Regions from separate parts of the Zea mays genome. Here region 1 is linked to region 2. Evidence: chromatin contacts called from public Hi-C data. All regions are on one chromosome and are shown on one strand. Each heading gives the region's core, a stretch centred on a gene start, on an enhancer-like site or on the middle of the called end of the contact. The rest is flanking DNA. Distances are from core to core; before and after follow the strand shown. Region 1 holds the start of LOC103630931 (endoglucanase 14). Region 2 has its middle 150 kb from the start of LOC541961.

What was found. A called contact is a pair of places that touch in the nucleus more often than the background predicts.
Region 1: a contact with region 2 is called in a Hi-C map of tassel, with 3 times the contacts expected there. The contact joins the promoter of LOC103630931 here to the enhancer-like site in region 2. A contact is called at or near these places in 2 of 25 Hi-C or Micro-C datasets (bundle sheath and tassel) and 1 of 3 datasets of contacts at active chromatin or transcription factors (leaf).

Annotation. Positions count from the first base shown.
Region 1 is chr6:32,054,426-32,060,670 of Zm-B73-REFERENCE-NAM-5.0, forward strand. LOC103630931 (endoglucanase 14) reads left to right here and starts at 4,015. Exons shown (of 6, transcript XM_020539884.1): 1 at 4,015-4,157; 2 at 5,712-5,775; 3 at 5,852-6,245. The coding sequence starts at 4,015. It overlaps TRNAK-UUU (transfer RNA lysine (anticodon UUU)), which reads left to right and starts at 4,425; the gene lies at 4,425-4,497.
Region 2 is chr6:31,772,075-31,778,269 of Zm-B73-REFERENCE-NAM-5.0, forward strand. No RefSeq gene overlaps it. Among protein-coding and RNA genes, the nearest start is that of LOC541961, 150 kb to the right of the region's middle. Within about 2 kb of position 3,122, at least 14 of the 20 cell types and tissues checked have an H3K27ac peak or open chromatin away from gene starts, as enhancers often do. A contact at or near this core is called in bundle sheath, leaf and tassel, where this site is marked.

The DNA of each region.
Region 1 (6,245 bases), core at 2,765-5,264, 280 kb after region 2:
TATCTTATTCACTTTGGCTTGACCAATTCTCTTAATCACTTCATCCTCTATTATGATCATATGCTTGTAGTGATTTCTCAGGTATTGTCCATATATTCAAACCAATATAGAGATCATATTATATCCATTTGCATTGTCTCACTAGTTATTTAACCTTTTGTTGAAACTTTGTTCACTGATCATTATACACAATTCAAGTATGTTCATCATACTAAATTTCCTGTTCAACACTTAGCAAACTTGTTAGACCTTTAAATGTGTTGTTATCCAAATCACCAAAACTCACAAAAGGAATGAATGCACTTTCAAAACTTTAGCATCATTGATCTAAACAAGCAACATGTTGATTTGTTACGATTAAGATGACCAGAAGATACACTTCCCACGAAAATGCAACATGTATCCTCTCTTGCACCGTGGAGATCCTAGACAAGTTTTAGCATCTACCACTTCTCCCACCACCATTTACTTTTTTGTGTGTGATTTTTAGGCTGCAACTTTTTAATTCCTGTCTCAACTCTCAATTATGCCTATTTTTTCTTTGTATTTTAGCCTTTCTTTAAAAAAACACAGTTAACCCATGAACGACTTAACAGTGTTTTTAGACCCTTTTGCTCGGCGCCATAGCACATGGTGCCGAGGTTACACTGCTCAGCGCCACAGACTATGTCAGATTGACATGAATAGCAACAACCACATTTTGCTAGCGTGTCCACGGTACAAATATTGTATAATTTTTTTAAAAAAATAAAAAATGTATAAAAGTCAAATATCTCAAGTGAAATGTATAGAAGGAGCTCAATAGAGAGAATGATTGAAGAGGGAATGAAATAGGGAGAAGGGAGAGGTATTTAAATATGAATATAAAGTACAAATATGGGGATTTAGAAGGGGTGGTTGTTGGTGTTAATAAGCCTTATATTGTGTCTAACGGGTTATCTATATGATCACCTAAAACACAGTTTTACATTGTAGATTGCATTATTCGTAGAGTGAAATTTAAAATAAAAGATAAATATAGGAGATAGAATGAGTAAGCTGTTGTTGAAGATAGTTTTTTTAAAGCAATACAAGTGTGTGACAAGAAGCTTCGGCCTTAGGGCACCGTCATCCATGGCCCTTAAAGTTGCTCCGTTTTATTAAGTTGGTAAATTCATTTATCCCACTTGCATATTTTATGACCTGTTTGACCAACTTTCCGGCCGGCCGCCATCGTGCGCTCTCTCTAGCCCGTGTTTTTTTTTTATTTTTATTTTTATTTTTGGAAACGCACCTGAACATTACCTAAAACATGTCCAAACAGTACCCAAGCAGGTAGCGTTACATCATCGCTGACGAAAGCCATGGGCAGGCAGTAGTTAGCGGGAGATCATTGGAATGGTCATTTTCTTGGTCCAGGAGCTTATCGTCGTCTGCGCGCGTGTGCAACTTGTTCTAGTGGGGTAAATGTTTTTGTACAATGAGAGTTGTTACGGAATTTTAAAGTTTTCGTTTTGGATCTATCGTTGGACGGACGGACCTACCGAGCAAGCGAGGGCATATACATACCATCATCACTAGGGTTTTATTCTCCCTTTTTTAGACCCTATTTCTTTTTTTACTATAACATATCCATATTAATCCGGTGGGTAAACAAACACCTAGGTTATAAGTTCAGATTATATAATCTAGAACTAAAATTATGATAATCTCATCATCTCCTCAAGAATAGCTTATTTGAGATTATACACATGATTATGTTCATAAAACATTCCTAATTTTGATTTTTTTACTATTCCTAAATTTTTTCCAAAGCATTCCTAATTTTGGCTAGACTGGGTATTCAGTTTATTAGGGTAATTCGTCTGTTCGGGTTTTGTGAAATTTTGGGTTCTGTAAAATGAGAACTGAAAATTTTTAAAATATTTTTAGGAACCGAACCCGAATAGACCTACAGTTTCGGTTCGATCTATTTTGTATATCGAATAGACCCAAATAGTCGAGAGAGTAGTATCTTTTATTAAAATATATACAATGAACAATTAATTAGAAGTACTATTATGAGAATAAGTGACTATAAAAAATAACGTAAAGAGATATTGTCATCATAATGTTTAGCTAATAAGTTCTTAAATCACATAATAATATCATCACATATTAAGAGTTTTTTTTATATTTCGGGTTACCTGGTCTATTCAGGTTTTAAAGGTTAGGAACCGAATCCGAACATATACTCCGAAATACAACATATATAGGAATAAAACTCGAATAAAACGACAATTCAGACTATTCGGGTTCGAGTTTCAGTTTTAAAATGTTCACCTCTAATTTTGATCACAGTTCTAGAATAAATGCACTACGAAGATATATTTGTTGGTATACCTACAGTCTCTTTTTTTTTCTTAAACTCGCATATTCCACATTTGCAACACCATATACAATTTAAAATAAACTTGTAATACTAATGCCTACTACATTACCAAATATTTCCACGTTGCTTTGGACCAATCCGATGGACTTTATTACGTGCAATATCCACTTATATTTCACATGCTCTTTACTTTAGCGTTGTCCAGTTTTTTTTTGCCTAATTTAAATTGCTTTGATCTTGGACAAATTTGCATTCATACAAATATATATTAAGTTGTACAAGTTCTAACAAATACTTATTAAGGCATATTTAGTAATGCGATGGTTTTAATAGAACTAATTTAATGATGTAGATGTTGATGTATTTTTTTTCTATTAAGGCATATTTAGTAAAAAATGAATGAAGCTTGATTCAGATAAAACTGAGGTCAACTATAATTTAGGTCCTGTTTGAGAGAGCTCCACTTCAAGAATTTCAAGCCTATTTCAGCTTCTTCTATCCAAACAGGTCTAGCTGCACGAGCTCTAGCTTCAAAAAAATTGAAACTATAGGCCAATTTCATGAAATTTTTGAAGCTCCTCAAAGGGTGCTTCAAAAACATTGTTTTCATGCATTCTCTTGAAGTTACACAAAAATTACCCACTATGCCATTGGTTGCATGACATATTGATTCAAATCTCTTTCTTCACCCGTAAATCATCAAGGGTAATTAAGAAAACTCACACAAATTAATTGTATTATAGAAGCTGGAGTATATGTGTGAAGCCAAACACTTTTGAACTCCGCTTAATTAATATGTTGAAGTTGTTTCGTAGTGAAGATGGAAAACTAAAGCTGCAATTTTTGAATTCTTGAAGCGAAGCCCTCCTAAACAGGGTCTTGATACCCAAAGAATACTATATAGATAGATGCATCGACCGTTCCGTGGGGAGATGGCTACATTAATTACTGTATAGTAGGAGCTATTCAAGGGACACGAAAGGAGGGGGGAAATAGCGAGAGAATGGGCTAAGCCACAAGTAATCAACTCACTGGTGGCCCATCAGGGCCCAAACTCCAGCCTACTAAAACACACTGCCAAGTTTGGATGGGTGTAATGTAATGCCGCAGTGATTAACCACTGCGTCAGTAGTCGATTATATTACATATATATACATTCTCTCGTGTCCATCAAATTTAAATTAAAATACAAAAAACGAATAAGGAAAAAAAAGCAATCGCATCCTTAAATTGCTACTTACTTGAAATCTCCGATTTGTCTATCGCAGAGTTTAAAAGGATATCCTTTACTCTATCAATGTAAAGTCACCCTGCCTCCAAACAGATTCACCATGCAGCTGCTCAAAGTAACTGCACCCGATATGGACGCCACGAAATCCTCCGATTCTAAACACAGTATATTTCATGCTGGATTTAATTCAAAGATCCAATCCGTGTGTTAATTCTTTCTATTCTTCTGATGAGGCCATTTCTACTCACTCTGCCTATAAATACTTACCCACCACAGCAAATAGCAAAGAACGAAGAAATCGATCCAAATTCCAATTCACTCCCCCACTACGCATTGCTACTGTTAGTAGGAGATTTTTTTTTTGTTTGGAAGGGAGAGAGCTCGTGCAGAACACTCAGAGAGCGAGACAGAGCGATCGCGACTCGCGAGAGAGATGACGCGGCTTGTTGTTGCAGTCAGTGGGCTGGTGGCGCTCTTCTGCGTACTGGGCCACTGCCAGGCCCAGCAGCAGCCCAACTACCGAGCCGCGCTCACCAACTCGCTGCTCTACTTCGAGGGACAGCGCTCCGGCAGGTTGCCGCCGGACCCGAATTTTTTATATTTTAGCCCTTTTTTGGAAAAAAATTCACGTTTGTACCTTAAAAAATTTTAATATCGTTTTTGGACCCTTTGCTCGGCGTCATAGCCAATGGCGCCGAGGTAACACAGCTCGGCGCCATAGGCTATGGCGCCGAGGTGCGTGTTACGCTGGCACAAACGGACGTCGTGGCACCGACGTGGCACCGACACGGAACCGAGCTCGGCGCCATAGATCTTGGCGCCGAGCTCTGTTATGTACACAAAACTTGTCTAGCTCAGTTGGTAGAGCTCAAGGCTTTTAACCTTGTGGTTGTGGGTTCAAGCCCCATGATAGGCATGTTTTCTTACTTTTTTTTGTCTTTGACACTGATTTTTTTGTTGTCTAGATTTTTCGTTTATGTCGCTGATTTGTCCGTCTAGATTTATTTCTTATCCAGATTTTTTGTTTTTGTGACTGATTTATTTATCCATCCATATTTTTTTCGTTTATTAAGGAAACGTACTTAAATTGGTTAGCGGCCACCGGTTTAGCTATGGTGCGTCGTGGTTTTTTTCGTTTATGCCGCTGATTTGTCCGTCCAAATTTATTTCTCATCTTGATTTGTTTTTGCTTTTGCGACTGATTTGTTTATTACATTTTGTTTAATAGTACTGAATAATCTGTCTGGCCCTTGGTGCATTGTAAACCCCACATGCTTAAGCTTGATTCTGTCCTCTCGCTAATTACAAGTGATTTTAAACATTAAATAATATACTAAAAACTGAAGTACACCATTTAAAATGTTAAAAATATTTATATCATAAACAAATAATTGTGTTAATCTTACATTAGTAGTGATGTACAATGATAAATTTTAATTAATATTAAAAAGTATAATTTCGAATACATTAGATTATTGAAGTTTTAGAGTCCAAAATATAAATATACTTAATAAACAAAAAGATTATAATTAGAGTCCAAAATATAAATATACAAGGTATAAATAAACAGTGACTTGATGATTTTATAAAGTACTTTGTACTTCCATAGGGTGGGTTACTTATGTGTTATGTGCATGGTACTTGCGTCACACAGTTTGAATAAACAAAAACAAAAAATATCTAGATGAATAAATAAATCGGTCACAAAAACAAAAAAAAACTAGATGAAAAATAAATCTGGACGGACAAATCAGCGACATAAACGAAAAATATAGACAACAAAAAAACAAATTAGTGATAAAAAAATACGTTGACGATGGAGCTTTGAACCCACAACCTAAAAGTAAAAAGTCTTGCACTCTACCGACTGAGCTAGACATACTTTGCTGTTACATATTCGAGCTCGGCGCCATAGATCTTGGCGCCGAGCTCGGTACCACGTTGGCGCCACGTCGTTCAGGTTGGGCCAGCGTAGCACGCACCTCGGCGCCATAGCCTATGGCGCCGAGCTGTGTTACCTCAGCGCCATTGACTATGGCGCCGAGCAAAGGGTCCAAAAATGACATTAAAATTTTTTAAGGTCCAAACGTGAATTTTTTTTCGAGAAAGGACTAAAATATAAAAAATTCGGCCGCCGGACCAGCGCGTCCAGTGGCGCGGCGACTCCGCGCTCGCCGACGGCCGCGACCACGGCGTAAGCGGTTGCAAGCACGCATTTCCTTCCAGCAGCTGACGCGCGCCTCACACGCGTGCCTGACGACGCGACGCAGGTGGACCTGACCGGCGGGTACTACGACTCCGGCGACAACGTCAAGTTCGGCCTGCCCATGGCGTTCACCGTGACGATGCTGGCGTGGAGCGTGGTGGAGCACGAGGCCCCGCTCGCGGCGGCCGGGGAGCTCCGGAACGCGCTGGCCGCCGTGCGCTGGGGCGCCGACTACCTGGCCCGGGCGCACGCGGCCGCCGAGACGCTGTACGTGCAGGTCGGCGACGGCGACTCCGACCACTCGTGCTGGCAGCGGCCTGAGGACATGGACACTCCCCGCACCGCCTACAGCGTCGACGCCTCCCGCCCCGGGTCCGACGTCGCCGCCGAGACGGCTGCCGCGCTGGCCGCCGCCTCCGTCGCGTTCCGCCAGCTCGACGCTGCCTACAGCGCCATGC
Region 2 (6,195 bases), core at 1,872-4,371:
GAATACCACATCACTGAACTAGTGTGACCCAACCCAACAAGTAGCTGAGGCCCATGCTTAAGAGAGTCGCCCCTCCTTTTCCACTAGAAAATCGAAGGGAGTCATCAGCAAAGACAAGGCCCCATCATAGTTTAATGCTGCAAGCGGTACCTGCTGCATGAGAATCAAACTATAAAATTGGGGTGGTCCAAATCTCTCCACCTACACTGGGGAATCTGATCTCATATATAATCACGCAGAGTTATAAACAAATGGTTCAGCAAAGGACAAAACCACCTATCATATGCGGACAATCTTTTGTGTTTGCCATTCTTTTAGCCACCACTTGCTGATTTATCTATTCCCTCGAGTAGGTTCTTGCTCTTTCCATATCTGCTGCAGTGCCCTCTTTTCTTTGCTTGATCCTAGTGTTTATCCCCTTGCTACTTTGGGCAAGAATTGCATGTCCAAGTACTTAATTGAACTAGTGGAGGTATTAAAACCATATACTTAGACTAATGATTGTATCATTTGTTAGACATAGCTAGCATGATAAGCCTGTCAAGGTCAAATATATATATACTCTTGAAGAGGATTTAAACAAACACTACCTGAGACAATGTGCCTCCATTGTACTCAAGTACAAAATGAACCATCTGATGGTTCCACTTCCACTTACAATATTCTGTTCCCCCCTTTTCCATGTTCTGTTGTTCTTTCAAATGTTGTCCACTAACAAACGTTCAAACGAATAGCCAATTTTAGCCTGTGTGCAAAATAGTCCTGAAAAAAAATTGTAAAGCATTTCACCATTTTTTTAGATAATGGAAACAAAATGTTCCAACCTTCTGTAGTGTTCTGCATACGGCCTTACAGATCTAAAAATAACAGAACACCATTAAGAAGCAAAAGAAAACATCCTAAAAAAGGAACTCATCAACGAATCAAGTGCCCTGATCTCCATCCATTTCTTGCAAAAATCTCCATGGCCACCACCTCTAAGGATTGACATACGGCAACCATGGCAGTTGTAAAAATTGTTGGCCAGATCAAACCGCAGTACCATGGCAGTTGTAAAGCATGGTTTTTTAGACCAAAAGCGAAGGCTGTCACCACCATCAGACAGGCCATCATGCCTATTCCAGATGCAGTCATTAGCCTCTTTCAAGGTAACGTTATAGGCGACGCTTAACATAACCTAACACTATAGCTATGCTTTGCTTACTGTAAACAAGTGTGCTGATCTCATTGCCATTCTGACATCATAGTTAATGGTTTATTAATAGCAGTAGCTCTATTCATCTCTGTCAGTAGTTTACGGCGTGTACACGTCCCTAGGCTTTCTTGGAACTTTAAGATGAGCATTACAAAACTGCTCTTGTCAATGGCTGGATGATGAGCATCATGGTGGAGATTTCAAAGTGAGAGCTTTTGTTTGTCTTAAGCTCCTGACCCCTGCCTTTCCCAACATTGGCGGGAACTTTAAAAAGGTGGTCATAGTTCAAGCTCCATCCTCTGAAAGGAAGAGGGAATCTTCCAAGTTCCGAAAAATCATCAGGCTTCGCTAATACTATACAGGATGACAAGACTCATCCACAGCAATCTGGCGAGAAACTCGCTGCTTTCTCCGAGAGTTCAGAAGCCTTATCCTCTTTTTTTTTTTCCCCTTTATCCTAGGAGAAACCTTGTTTCGTGCCAGTCGCCGGTTGCAACGATCAGATGATCATGAGACATGACTTGAATAAACCTGAGAAAGAGATGGAGTTTTCATCTGCATCAATCCAAGGCCAGAAAGGTGAGGTTGATTTGAGGTGATATTGTTGAGTGACATGGCCGATTGGTTGCCAAGAGAGGTCTGCATTCGTAGGAGATCTTGATCCAGCCAAGAATTGCCAGTTCCACTGAAGCAAAGGATTAGATCACTGGAGCAGAGCAGGTGACGGGGATTGGGCACCAATCAGGTCTTTGCATTGGGGAACGGATTGATAAGCTCCCCTGTTCACCGCCCTCATAGTAAATACCTATGTTCATCTGCTGCAGGGCTTCTATTCGATCCTGATGTCTTTGATGCTGTCTATTTGCTCAACAGTCTCATGGAGAGGGAGTTTGCGAAGGCTCATTGTGATTTGACCAAACTTTCATTTATCAAGTGCACCGTTTCATTTATCAAGGACCCAATCTTTTTCTAATTTTGACCAAATATATATAGAAAAGTATTGAACTTTACAATTCGTAATAAGTACCATTAGATGGATATAGAATATACTTTCGTAATAAACGTACCAAACAGCATGGCTCTGCCCACAATGTTACGTGCGCATATGGCCACACCCATTGTTAAAAGCTACAGCTGTGAATCCGCTATCGAGATGAGCAGAACACAGGTGTGACGTCGGGGTTCTTAGGCCCTCATCTTGTAGACTTGACAGTGGATGTCATTGTCTTGAAGATATGTCTCATAAAAAAAGTGGGGACGACTATGGCCAATAATGCATTATTGACTTATGTCTTTCCTTACCCTCTCGAGATAAGTTTTTTTGTTCATCTTTTTTTTTAAAAAAACTATGTTTATATATTTTATAAAACAACTAGTAGACCTATGGAGTAGACAGCTAGTCCTCTACTACATATTATATATTATTTCAGAAGAAATAAGACATTATTATCTATCTAGAGAAACAAGGCTACTCAAAAGAACAGTCCAGAATAAGATGAAATAATGGCATTATCTGTCTAGAGAAACAAGGCTGCCATAGTAGACCATAAGGAATCATCTGCCACGAGACCTTCATTGCACTCGGTTGGTGGTGATTGTGGAAGCGGAGGAATGGAGTAATCTTGAGTACTGATTTGGTGACCACGGAATTAGAGGAGGTCCATGGGAGGAATCCCCTGAATAGCGACAGGTTTACTTCCCCATGAATCCCTTTATTTCCCTGATCACAGGGAGGAGAAAACTGAACTGCTGAAGTGAACAACTCCAGTGATAAATTTTTTTGATGCTAAAGTAGGAGGGCAGTTAGGTTCCAAGGAGGCAGTTTGTGGTCCTGGTGAGAAACCGTTTGTGGTCCTAGCTCACCCACAGATGATCCCCAGGGCATCCACCTCTTTCTCTTTTCTCTTTGGATGCCATCAATCATCCAGACGACCAGACTTGCCACATCTGGATCCTTTTGTTGGCTCTGGGTCTAATGGTCTATCGTAGGCAGCTCGCTGGCCAACCACAAGTCCACCAGATTATTTTAAATCCGATCCCTCCTTGGCATCCGGATCCAGGACAGCACGGCTTTTGCATGCGCGGTGGTATTTGTGAACACTTGCTTAGCATGTGCGGTTGCTACGGAAACGGTGGAACGGTGGCCCTGAACGATTCTAGTCCGAATTGTTTGCCTAATTAATATAAGCATTGATGAATTGAAATGAATCCTGTTGAATTACGGAACAACCGAACAGGCTCTTATGCTCCGCACGGGCCACAACACCTTCAGCAATCCCACCTAACTCACACACAAAAAAATTAGAACTTCCTTTGTTTCAAATTAATATTCGTTTTAGCTCTTTCGTCTCTTAATTTTATGTTTATATTCAAATAAATGATAATGAGTCTAAATACATATAAAACACATACATCAAAAATTTATGAATCTATTAACACCATAAAACGGATTTTAATTTAGGACAAAGGAAGTACATATTAGAGCAAGTTTAATAATGCAGCCGACCGTTGGCTGTAAGGATCCTTACAGCATGCTATTTAGCTCACCTGAATATTAGTTAGCTTTTCACTATTAATGCAGGATCCATGTGTCTCTCTCACAAAGCTTCTTGATTTTTTTGTCCAAGCCGAGTGTAAGTTTACAGCTCGCTTCTCCTCACTCTTTTTCTCTCCTCTCTATCTCAACATTTAGTTAACTTATAATATCTTATTTATTATACTTGCTCTTAGCAATCAATAGAAAAGATATTACTACCCTTTATACGCTCTTTGACTTTTAACTGCAATAAGTTTTTAGTATTTTCAATAATATAAATATACTAACTATTATTGTATTCACTGCATCAATAATTGGAGCATTATGTCTAATAGAAATAAATGGGTGTACGTGGACAGTTAGAAACATCAAGAAAATAAATGTGTTCGATGTAGGTACAATGGCAGCAATGGGCTAGGTGGGTCTCTTGAGCCTTCCTACTGCTCTAGCTACTGCTCTAGGTCCATAGAGCCACCTAAAATCTTCTATAAAATCACGTCATATATTTCTCATTATGTATTTTATAATTTTTATTGTTTATCGATATTCTTATATAAGATCACTTTAAACTATTATATTTGTCTATTGTAAATGGTTCAATAACATTATGTCACTGTATAATTTAATCTCTTCTAAAAAAAATTCTGCCTCCATCTCTGATTCGATGGACGATGAGAACCTAGAAGCTGATTTATTTGGAAATAATATTTATACTAAAAATCTATTTTTCAGAGACGGTGGGAGAGAGGAGTATTATATTATACTTTAAAAAAAAGAAATGCAGTAACACGATTTGCATACGGAACGATCCAATAAAAAATTGCGTCGAGCAATAAAGGAAAAGGAAAGCAAGGGCTTCTAACAAATAAAGCCACCAGTAGAGATTCTTGAGTTTCACCCTTTCCTTTAATTCTCCATCAGTCGTTCTAGTGGGGAGTAAAAGTGATTCTTGTGATGATTAAATAAAAAGAGATGGAGAACGGTGGTGTTTTAGCTTCAAGTTTGTAGTGCAAGAACATGTACAACCCTAAACCCTTAAATCAGTTTTTAATACAAGAGACAACTAAGATACTACATGATACAAGTTTTTAACCCTCTAGATCATAAACATAGTTAAGATATAATATATAGAGAAAGTCGTGTAAAGGTGGACGCTTTGTCAAGAACCCTTATAATTTTTCAGTTAACTACCTAAAATATTAGTTAGGTTTGTACATACCCTAAATAGTCGACAACTAACCACTAAATTATACATAAATAGTATAATGCATGTTCATTGCGACCACACACAATTATATTTAATAAGCATAAAATATAAAATAAATTTAATATCAGAGTGAACATATAGTCCGCATATCAGATAAACTGATAAGAACAAATATTACATCTTATTTTATCCAAAAGTCTGAGAAAGATATGTGTTGAAAAGTAGCTCGAACTTTTTTTTATAGGCCACTCGGTCGCTCGTTCTTCTTTATCTAGCGAGGCTACGTTGCGTGTGGCTTCGTGCCATGTTGAGCTTACGTGTATTTCAAGGCCTATTTGTGGTATAACAGTTTATTGTTAAGCGAGAAGCCGGGGAGCACATCTACGCGCTTGGCACTTGACACACGACACATGAAATTGGCACTTTAATATGCACTACCTGAATCCGGGCCTTACTGAGTGCTTTTTATCAGGCACTCGGCAAAAAAGCCTTTGCCGAGTGTCGCACTCGGCAAAGTCCTGCCCTTGGTAACGAGCTCGTTTACCGAGTGTAGGACTCTCGGCACAGAAATACACTCGGCAAAGAAGTCTTTGCTGAGTGTCGAACACTCGGCGAAGGCGGCGCTCGGCAAAGGGCCGTCAACGGCCGTCTAGAGCTGACGGCCATTAACCTTTGCCGAGGGCCGAGCGTTGGCACTCGACAAAGAAGATTCTTTGTCGAGTGTCAACCAGCTGATACTCGACAAAGCCTTCTTTACCGAGTGCCTTTTTTGGGCACTCGGTAAAGCATATTTTTATTTTTTATTTTACCACCCAAACTTTTTGTGATATGTTCCTACACTATGTAGACCTACATGTATCATTTTGGGATAATTATAATAGTGTTTTCTATAGCTAGTAGATTTAGTTCGTTTATTTGAATTTCTTTGGAAAATTCAGATTTGAACCATGCATGCAAAAATGATACCCATGCTATTTAGCACAAGTTACGACCGATTTCAGGAGCGGACCAGAAACTTCGAACAAAATGATCACTAAACATGGCCGTGAACTTGCCAACCAGTTGTTTAAAATTTGTATAAAACACAAACAAAGTCAGAAAATCATGAAACTTGTCCACATGTCATGATATCATATATAGAGGCTGTGATAAAATTTTGAGAAAGTTTCGAGAAAGTTGTGATGCACTATGTGTAGAAACCTAAGAGAACGACATTGAAACTCTATGATTTCATGTGTGGATCTCTTAGGTTTCTAC